2 separate regions of the Mus musculus genome follow, and region 1 is linked to region 2. Evidence: chromatin contacts called from public HiChIP or PLAC-seq data. All regions are on one chromosome and are shown on one strand. The core of a region is the stretch at or near the end of the contact, and the rest is flanking DNA. Distances in the headings are between cores, read along the strand shown.

Evidence for each region. HiChIP or PLAC-seq counts read pairs in DNA pulled down with a chosen protein or histone mark.
Region 1: a CTCF HiChIP or PLAC-seq map of CD8 T cells shows a contact between it and region 2, with 6 read pairs. The contact joins two enhancer-like sites. A contact is called at or near these places in 1 of 15 datasets of contacts at CTCF or cohesin (CD8 T cells), 4 of 484 Hi-C or Micro-C datasets (bone marrow-derived macrophages, cumulus cells, muscle stem cells and 1 more) and 5 of 115 datasets of contacts at active chromatin or transcription factors (CD8 T cells, embryonic stem cells, neural tube and 1 more).

The regions. Positions count from the first base shown.
Region 1 is chr13:37,308,439-37,312,572 of GRCm38.p6, reverse strand. No RefSeq gene overlaps it. Among named protein-coding and RNA genes, the nearest start is that of Gm40913, 23 kb to the left of the region's middle. RefSeq lists an enhancer at 1-1,607. Within about 2 kb of position 2,057, at least 27 of the 459 cell types and tissues checked have an H3K27ac peak or open chromatin away from gene starts, as enhancers often do. A contact at or near this core is called in CD8 T cells, where this site is marked.
Region 2 is chr13:36,963,666-36,968,307 of GRCm38.p6, reverse strand. F13a1 (coagulation factor XIII, A1 subunit) reads left to right here. Exons shown (of 15, transcript NM_028784.3): 6 at 183-290. Gm30489 (a long non-coding RNA gene) reads right to left here. Exons shown (of 6, transcript XR_873245.2): 5 at 1,125-1,332. Among named protein-coding and RNA genes, the nearest start is that of Gm30240, 23 kb to the left of the region's middle. Within about 2 kb of position 2,482, at least 5 of the 459 cell types and tissues checked have an H3K27ac peak or open chromatin away from gene starts, as enhancers often do. A contact at or near this core is called in CD8 T cells, where this site is marked.

The DNA of each region.
Region 1 (4,134 bases), core at 808-3,307, 340 kb before region 2:
CCAGACATCGGTGCATATTAAAGTGTGATTGCAAGAAAACAACTTTAAAATTCAGAGTCCAGGAGTGGCCCCCCGCTCCCCCGCCTCCCGCGCCTAGTCTCGCTTTGCGCTCCCTACCCCCACCCACGGTCCAGCAATCTCGGACGTGAGGCTTTTCTGCAGCCGCAGCGGCATGGCTGGCAGTGTGGCGCGGAGGTGGCAAGCTCTAGGGACCCACGCAGCGTCTGTCTGTGCAGTGCCCAGATGGCAGGGGCTGGAGAGGCCTCCAGAAACCTGCAACTCAGTAGCATTTCCCCAACTGGATCTCTGTCATCCTCCCAGGCCACCCCAGCTCAAGAGAACCTACCCCATCCAGAACTTCAGGAGGCAGCTTGGGGCCAGCAAAGGTGGGAGGTGGTGGCATGAAAGTAAGGTCTAGTTAGGATGACCAGTCTCCAGGGTTAGAAGTTTTATAGCTTACAGGGCTTCCACGATCCCAGGTGCCCACCCAATTGGTATTGCTTCCACTAGTAGGTCGCGCCTTGTGTAGGACAGTGTATGATGGGCAAGATGGACCGCAGGCGCCTGCTAGAGAGTGACACTCTGGCTCCCAGTAGCTTGCACCAAAAGGTCCGATGACTGTCTCTGGTCCCCAGCAGTCAAACCTCGGTGGTACTTCTAGGCCTCATAGGCGCGTGCTCATGGCGCACGCACAAAGCCCAGCGGTGCAGTGCTCCCCGGCAGGCCTGGGCTGGCCCCCTCGAAGCGACCAGACGGTGTCTCACAGCGGGCTTGTCCCCGCCGAGGTCATCTGCTAGGCGCAGCTGGGCCGCGGAAAGTAAGAAGCTGATGAATTTTTCATCGCGATTCCCTTGGCTGTCGATCTGAAGGCAGTTTCTGGGGCAGCAGCCTTTAAGGACCTGTCTGTGCCAAGGGCAGCCCCTCCCCCACCGCTCTAATTACTGATAGACAGGAGAAGCTGGTCCCAGGTCCCCTCCTGCTCCTCCAGGGCGTGTCCTGGTCCCTCTGGCTTTGTTTGATTTCTGAGCATTGGGCGAGTGGGAAAGGAGGGATGAGGAAGAGCGCCTGTCTAGTTTAATAGCATGTGTAGACAACCTGCCTGGAAAAAGGAACACAGAGGTGCTCAGCTCTGACCTCCAGGAGTTTGCAGGGATCTGCGGGGATAAACTCACAAAATGGAGATGAAAGAGTCTAATGTGGGCCAAGGGCCGGGCTAGTGGGGCTGTGAGTGAGACCGGGGCTCAGGGAGAGACATGGGGAAGGGATAAGTTGAAAGGAAAGGACTCCAACACCCGGGCACAGGAAGGGGCAGAATGAGGGCGGGTCTAACTTTGCGCTCTCGAGGGGACCAGAGGCACACAGGTGCAAGGTGTGGACCTGGATCTACCCAACACATAGGTAGGCCTATCACAGGTCAGAAACCGGCCTTTTCTTGAAAATATGATACAGATATATCAGGAGAAGTCACTATTAGATAAGAACACTGAGGGGCTTTTTGTTCCTGAGTGGGGGAGGGGATGGGGAGGGTGGGAAAGGGTGGGGGAGCGTGGGGGAGGGCTGTGCCAGGTTTTTTTTTTTTTTTTTTGTCACACGGATTGTTTTTGCATAAATGTAAGTTAAAAATACACACTTACATACCATGCACACTGTTGTGTATGGAGATGGTCTCTAGAAATAGTTTTGTTTGTTTGTTTGTTTGTTTAAAAAGGTAATGCAGGTATTTCTAAATTTTGGTGAAATAAACAAAAGAATTCACCCAGAGTCACAATCTTTGTATATGTCCTTATTTTTTCCTTATCTTATTTATTTTTTCTGTGCAGACCTCGTTTCATTGAGACCATTTTTTGTAAGCGCAGTCATTCAATAAATGCTAATAAATAAGAGACCATAGCAGGAACATTCCCTTAATCTCTAAGTAGAGCTGGGCATGGTGGCTCCTGACTGAAATGCCTGCACCTGGAAGGTGGAGGGCGGAGAAGGAGGCTAAAGGCAGTGCTCTAGGCAGGGCTGAGCTCTGTGGAGTTAGAGGTGGAGTTCCGGACCTGGCAGAGCTGGGTGTGACTCTGCTTGAAGAAAGGAAAAGGTGGAAACATCTCAAGGTGCCTGAAGAGGCTTCTCATCTCACCTCCCAACGCTGAGCTGAATCGGAAACAGCTGGTGACAAGGAAGTTGTGGGGCCCAGCATTCCTAGCATCCTCCTCGCCCCCTCCCAGAGTCACCCCGCCCCCCCGCCCCCCCCCTCACATACTCACACCCTTACCAACCTCTTCCTCAGTGGTAGCTGCGGTTCTAGGACTGAGCAATTCCTCTCTACCTTCTATTCTGAAAACCTGTGCAGAGACTGGTAGCTTATCAAATGCGTTCTCATTGCTTTGCTCCTAGGTTTAATTGAATTAATTTTAACACCTGTTATACCTGCTACAAAGATCAAAAAACTGAGCCTCCATTAGAGTTTTCCTCTGAAACATTAAGTGGCCAAATTAAAGATAGAGCAAAGCTACAGGTTTGTTTTTTTTTTTTTTTTTTTTTTTTTTTTTTTTTTTTTTTAAGAAAAGGTGTTATTTGTGAACCGTGAATGTTTGCTGTTTGTTAAATTAGCTTTCACATTTAAAGCCACCAGAAAGACATTTTTATCAAATAAGAGAATGTGCCACCTGCTTTATTTCTTGGGGGAAAAACAGAGAGGGAGGGCTTCCATTTCTGGCTCTGAAGGAGGAGAGCAGAAAAAAGCCTTGTACTAAAAAACCAACGGCTGAATTAAAAAAGTATGAACTAGTAGCTTGAGAGCATCAAAGATGCAATCGAAGATGCGGGACTCTAGAGGGACCAGAATGGCATAGGAGGGCAATGCAGCCAAGTGAGTCCTTTAGAGCTCCTCTTGTGTCATGGGAGCATTTGTTGAGCCATGCAACGGCCTCTGGGGTATAGAATCAAAACAGAGTGACAGTTCCTTGCTTGTCTCCGTCAAAAAAATTGGAGTTCAGGATGCAAGGTTGCCAGGACTTGATGGACCATAAACACATCGAGATGGGAACCAAAGAAAATGGAGTCAGTATGCATTTTTTTTCTCCAAACCATTTCTCAGTCTTTAAGCTGTGCACGTGAAGAGTGAGATGCCAAGAAGCCAAATAAACACAGCTGTCAAGAGGCTTAAAAGCTAAGCCAAGATGCTGGCGTGCTTATAGTTCTGGGAAGGCAGAGCTTATAGTTCTGGCTGCTAAGGGGGAGGAGCCTTATGAAACCCTCATTGTCAGGTGAGTCCTGAAAACCAGTCCATAGGAGTAAGCAAACACAGGATAGTAGCTCTCATATGATATGCAACGTGGGCTGCAAGAGCCTCCACTCTGGCTGGGACACACCCGCACCTGCACACGCACACTCACAACTATCTCCTAGTGTTATATATCCTCCAGCTTTCCTGGAGGAAGATGATGTATTCTAATACCACAGAAGGTATTATATTTAACCCATTGTATTAATACCAGACGAATAATCCAGAGGGTCAGAGGTTCTGGCTGGTGAGGTGAAACAGGAGGGTAGTTTCCTGCCCTGTCAGGAAAAGGGTGGTGCTTCCATGGCCAATCATAAGATCTAGCTCTCGAAACTGATGTGGCCCAAATGTGAGGGAGAGCTGGACCAAGGCATTTAAAAAACTGGCCAGAAAGATCTAAGTAGAAGAGATGCTGGAGTCCATCCTTCCATGTGACTCTGCAAGGAAACTTGCCCGTCCTAGAGGATGAGGTTATTTCAGTCAAGGGCTCGTCACTGCCTTGCATCCTTTGGAAGATGGTTTGGCAACTTCTCACAAAGCCAAGCATGTTCTCACCACCCAACAGACAAACTCTTCAGGAGGTTTGGACCCAAAGATGGTAAAAGCTGAAGCTCATACAATAAACCAGCATCAGACCATTGATGCTATCAGCAGGTTTATTCTGGCCTGCTCAAGCGTGGAAGCAGTTAAGTTGCTCATCAAGAAGTGAATGGATAAAATGTAGCAAGTAAAGGTAATGGCGTTACTCAGTGGTGAGAGGGACTGAGTTAAGAAGTCATACAAAGACATAAAGAAAACTTAAACAAGTCAAAGAAGCCCGTCTGAAAGGTCTCCAGACAGACGACATGATTCTAAATATATAA
Region 2 (4,642 bases), core at 1,233-3,732:
GTTAAGAAAAAAAAGAAAAGGATGCATTCTTTCCTTCTCTTCAATAGTTCATGCTAAAAGTTACAGGTGGTCCCTCCACATTTCTAAGCAGTAGGCTGTGGTGACATCTTATTTTTGGACTCAGCTCATCTTGTTTTGTTAAGTGGAGATTAAATAGTCTCTCATTGTTATCTCCCAAACAGTTCGAAGACGGCATCCTGGATACTTGCTTGTATGTGATGGACAAAGCTGAGATGGACCTTTCTGGCAGAGGCAACCCCATCAAAGTCAGCCGAGTTGGATCAGCAATGGTAAGAGGCAGTGCTGATGACTAAATCTAGTGTGGGAGCCATTGGTGTCAGAATAGAAGTTAGTTCACAGAAAGATGTGTTAGGTTTGAGTTCAGGGTGCCTGGTTGGCCTTGAATTCTTTCTTTCCCATATGCTACAAAATGAAAATTTTCACTCAAAGCTATATGTGGCTCTGCTTCACAGAAGATAATGGATATCATTAAACAACTAAATATGCAATCTTTTTATCATGTTGTATATATTTATTTTATGTGTGTGTGTATGTGTGATCTCACACATGTGTATGACCTCAGAGGATAACCTGTGGGGGATCAGTTCTCCTTGACCATCGTATGTGACCAGGGGATTGAACTCAGATTGTCTGGCTTTGTGTCAGGTGCCTTTACCCACTGAGCCATCTTGACAACCCCTGAGCATCTAAGAATCTCTTGTCTGGAGATTAAGAAATGATCACAACAAAAATGTTAATGACTGTAATCAGATGACCAACCAGTCAAACACAGGATACAGATTGCTACCTCAGACATGACTTTTCTCCATGTTTACGCTTGTGGAAACATTAAGGAAATAAATGGCTAAGGCTGGAGAGTTGATTCAATATAGAGTGTATATACCAAGTTCAATTCCCAACACTACATCAGGAAGCCTACAAGTGACTGTAACCTGAGCTCCAGGGGATCTGATGCCCTCTGCCAGCCCCCAAGAGCATCTGTACTCATGTGTACAGCACCCCAAAACATGTATACAAATAACAAAAATGAATCTGGTATGAAGAAATAAACACTCAGTAAAACCCTAGTTTCTTTGCAACGGGACCACACTGCAGAACCTTACCTCTTATGATGTGGATGTTGGTTTCTCCCTGGAAATATTGTAAGATAAGTGAGCGGCTAGTCGTCACTTCCATCACTTACACAAGCAAGAAAACAGGATGGTGAGAGCTTGTCAGTGATAAAGCTTTTGCCAGAACCTAGGTCCACCGACTCCACCTGTGAATGCATTCTCCCTTTCGCATGACTCACTGTAGGGGACCCCAAGACATCTGCAAGAATGCAGGGATCAGGTTAGGAAGTTAACTAAAGGACTACCTGGTCCTAAGCTGTACTGTATCCCTCGCACTCAGACAATCATTGGTACATAATGAGCATCAAGTCTGGTCCAGGTGCACAGTATTACTCAGTTATGGTAGGCCACATTTATCTCATAGGAAGATTGAATGGAGAACATCGTTATATTGCCAATGCCTTTACATCTTCTAAAAAAAAAATTCTCCCTGGAAGAATTTTATCTTCAATTTTGTTTTGTGAATCTTTTGAGTCAAACAAAATCAGTTTTGTTGACACATAATTACATGGCCAGGAAAGATATAGTATGTATATTCTGACTAGGTGCTAAAAATAGAGACTCTGACTTTATTAAGAACTGAGTTACATGGAAATTTAAGATGTGCTGGGTCTTACAACATGAAAGCAAAACCTAACATCTAAGGACAGCTTGGGGCTGGAGGCACAGCTTAGCGGTAAAAGCTTAGAGGGTCTCCTTAACATGTATGAAGCCCTGGGGAAGGAGCATTCAACCTCTGACCCCCAAATAATAAACATGTGTATTTAGATGCATAAAATAAAAAAGTTTTGTTTTCTCATGTTATTTGCATGGTGTGATGAAAAGATAATTTAGTCCTAAAGCCTTTGGCAATATCTGGAGGTCATCTTTGTACAACACATACCAGATCAGTTTTCTACATGGAAAAGAAGCCACCCTTCTTTTTTTTCTTAATTTTTAATTCTTTTTAGTTCCCCTTAGAAGCAACCATGACATGTTGCAGTGAAGAGAAGCAAGAAGAAGGAGTGATAAGATATGAACTGTCTCCCTCTTATTCATTCTAAAATAACACAGTCTTCAACCTGGCCTTACACACTCACTGTGCATACTTCCACCAAATGCAGAAATCACAAGCCAATCCAAAGCAGCACAGAGGAAAGCAAAAGGAGACAATCTAACCCACACTGTCTGTGGCTGCCTCTGACCAGGCATAACACCAATTTAAATTGCCTCAAAATGGCATTAGCTCTAAAGAGCCTCTCTCTCTAAAGTTCTAATTTGGAAAATGATCATCACGGTTACACAGCCTGGTACCAGGGAGATAAAATCTGCATAGAGAATAATGTGGTTGAGGTTTGGTTTGTTTTCTGGAAGGGATGACCTTGGGTGTTAAAGGAGATAGGTACTGCTCTGAGCAATTTGAAGTGGTAGCTCCACTTCCCCTTAGTTCCCCATGCCACTCTTCACAGTATAGAAAGTTCGATAGTTGAGAAAACCTCTTCACCCCTGTTATCCCCTTTAATCCTCAAAATAGCTTTTGTGAGTCTTTCCAAAATCTGTTCAGCTGTAGTGATTTATAAAGCTAAAACAAGGAGCCTCCAGAACTGGCTAAGATGGTGATGCATAGAAAAACAATTTTCTGATCATATAGACAGACCCTACATGATCACTGGAAACACACAGTGGGATTTCAGCATAAAGTTAAGTAAAGAACAAAGGTATATGTAAAGGGAGCAGATCTTCTTATTTCCCAGTTAAAGATTTTTCTTAAGATATGAAAAGATGCATTTGGAAGCTACAACAAGGACATATTTGAAGCTGGACGAATCCAGCCAAAATCAGACTTCACAGTTAGATGGCCATGTTGTTCTCCTGAGCTGGCCCCCAACCTCTGATAGCTTCGTGTCCATTTCCAATGCATCTCATCCCTGCCACTGAACAGATGCGCTAGAACAGAGGTGCATGAGATGGGTAAACATTTCAGGAGGGCCACACAGACTGTGCATGGATTCCAGAAGATGCATATGATCTGCAAACCCTTCCAGAGGACCACAGATTCTATGCATAGATTCCAGGGGATGCATATGGCCTGCAAACTCTTCCAGAGGACCACACAAACTATATATGAATTCCATTTCATACACAATGGAGTCACTGCACGCAGAAGCTTCCTGATGCAGCTGCTCCTGGAAACCATGAGGAGAAGCAGCCTAGCTCTGGCTGGACACTTGAAGAAAGTAAAACAGGCATCAATATAGCACAGGAGTGCATGACTGGAGCCCCAAAGACAAACTGGCTTTCTGTGGTCATGGCACATAGATTGGCAAGGAGATGGCAGGAAAATGGCTATGTATGAGGCTATAGGAACACAGAAGTGATAACAAGCTTTCAAATGATAAGATAAATAATGAGTTTGGCTTTTCAGACAACTTTCTGATGAAAATCTTTGTGGTACAGTCTATCCACCCTCAGATGGCTGCTGTACTGATAGTGTGTGCAATATATTGCCCAACAGCATCCCTGAGCCTCTATTCAAAAATTCCATGAACACACCATAATATGCCAGCTGAAACATTGAAGAATGTCTCCAGATATGGCCAAATGTTCCTTGGTGTATAAATCCCCCTAACAAAGATGGAGTCTGTGCTCAGTTTTCCTACCTATAAAATGGAGGTAACACCTTCTTCTTGCCTGCATAATAGGCTTCGTTCAATTCTGTTTTCCATGCTTTGCTGAAGAGACCAGGGAAATTGTTTTGCATAGGAGGGCCTGTAGCTGTATCAGGAGACAGAGTCCTGGCTCTGGTTCTGCCGTTAGCCATGTGAATCAGGGAAGAGCACTTAATTCCAGGACATACTTCTCTTCCTTTTTCAAATGAAGCTTTCTCTCTTTAGCCAAACACCTGAAATTCCCATGTGCCTTAGTAAGGGCTTTATTTCTGTGAAGAGACACCATGACGATGACAACTCTTACAAAGGAAAACATTTAATAGGGGCTGGCTTACAGTTTCAGAGATTCAGTCCATTATCATCATGGCAGGAAACATGGCAGCATCCAGGCAGACATTGCACTGGACAGTTCAGAGTTTACACCTTGACCTGAAAGCAGCTGGGAGAAGACTATCTTCCACCCTGGGTGGAGCTTAAGCATAGGACTTGACACCCACTTTCATAGTGACTCACTTTCTCCAATGGCCACACCTACTTCAACAAGGCCACACCTCCTAATAGTGTCACTTCCCATGGGCCAAGCATATTCAAATGACCAAACAAACACTGTTAGCAAGATCTATTTTGTTCTTCTAATGAACATTTTCTTATTTTTTTTTATATATTCAGTATCTGCTCCTGTTATTTTTATTTGCTATTGCTTCCCTTTGATGAGAACACAGGGAGAATTGATAAGTATCTGGAAGTCAAGAGACACTGGTCTTTCCCAAAGGAAAGAACAACCTAAACTCCTATAATCTTGCTGACTGAGCCTGAAATGTTATGGTCACACATGGATGAAGTTTAATTTAAAATCACCTA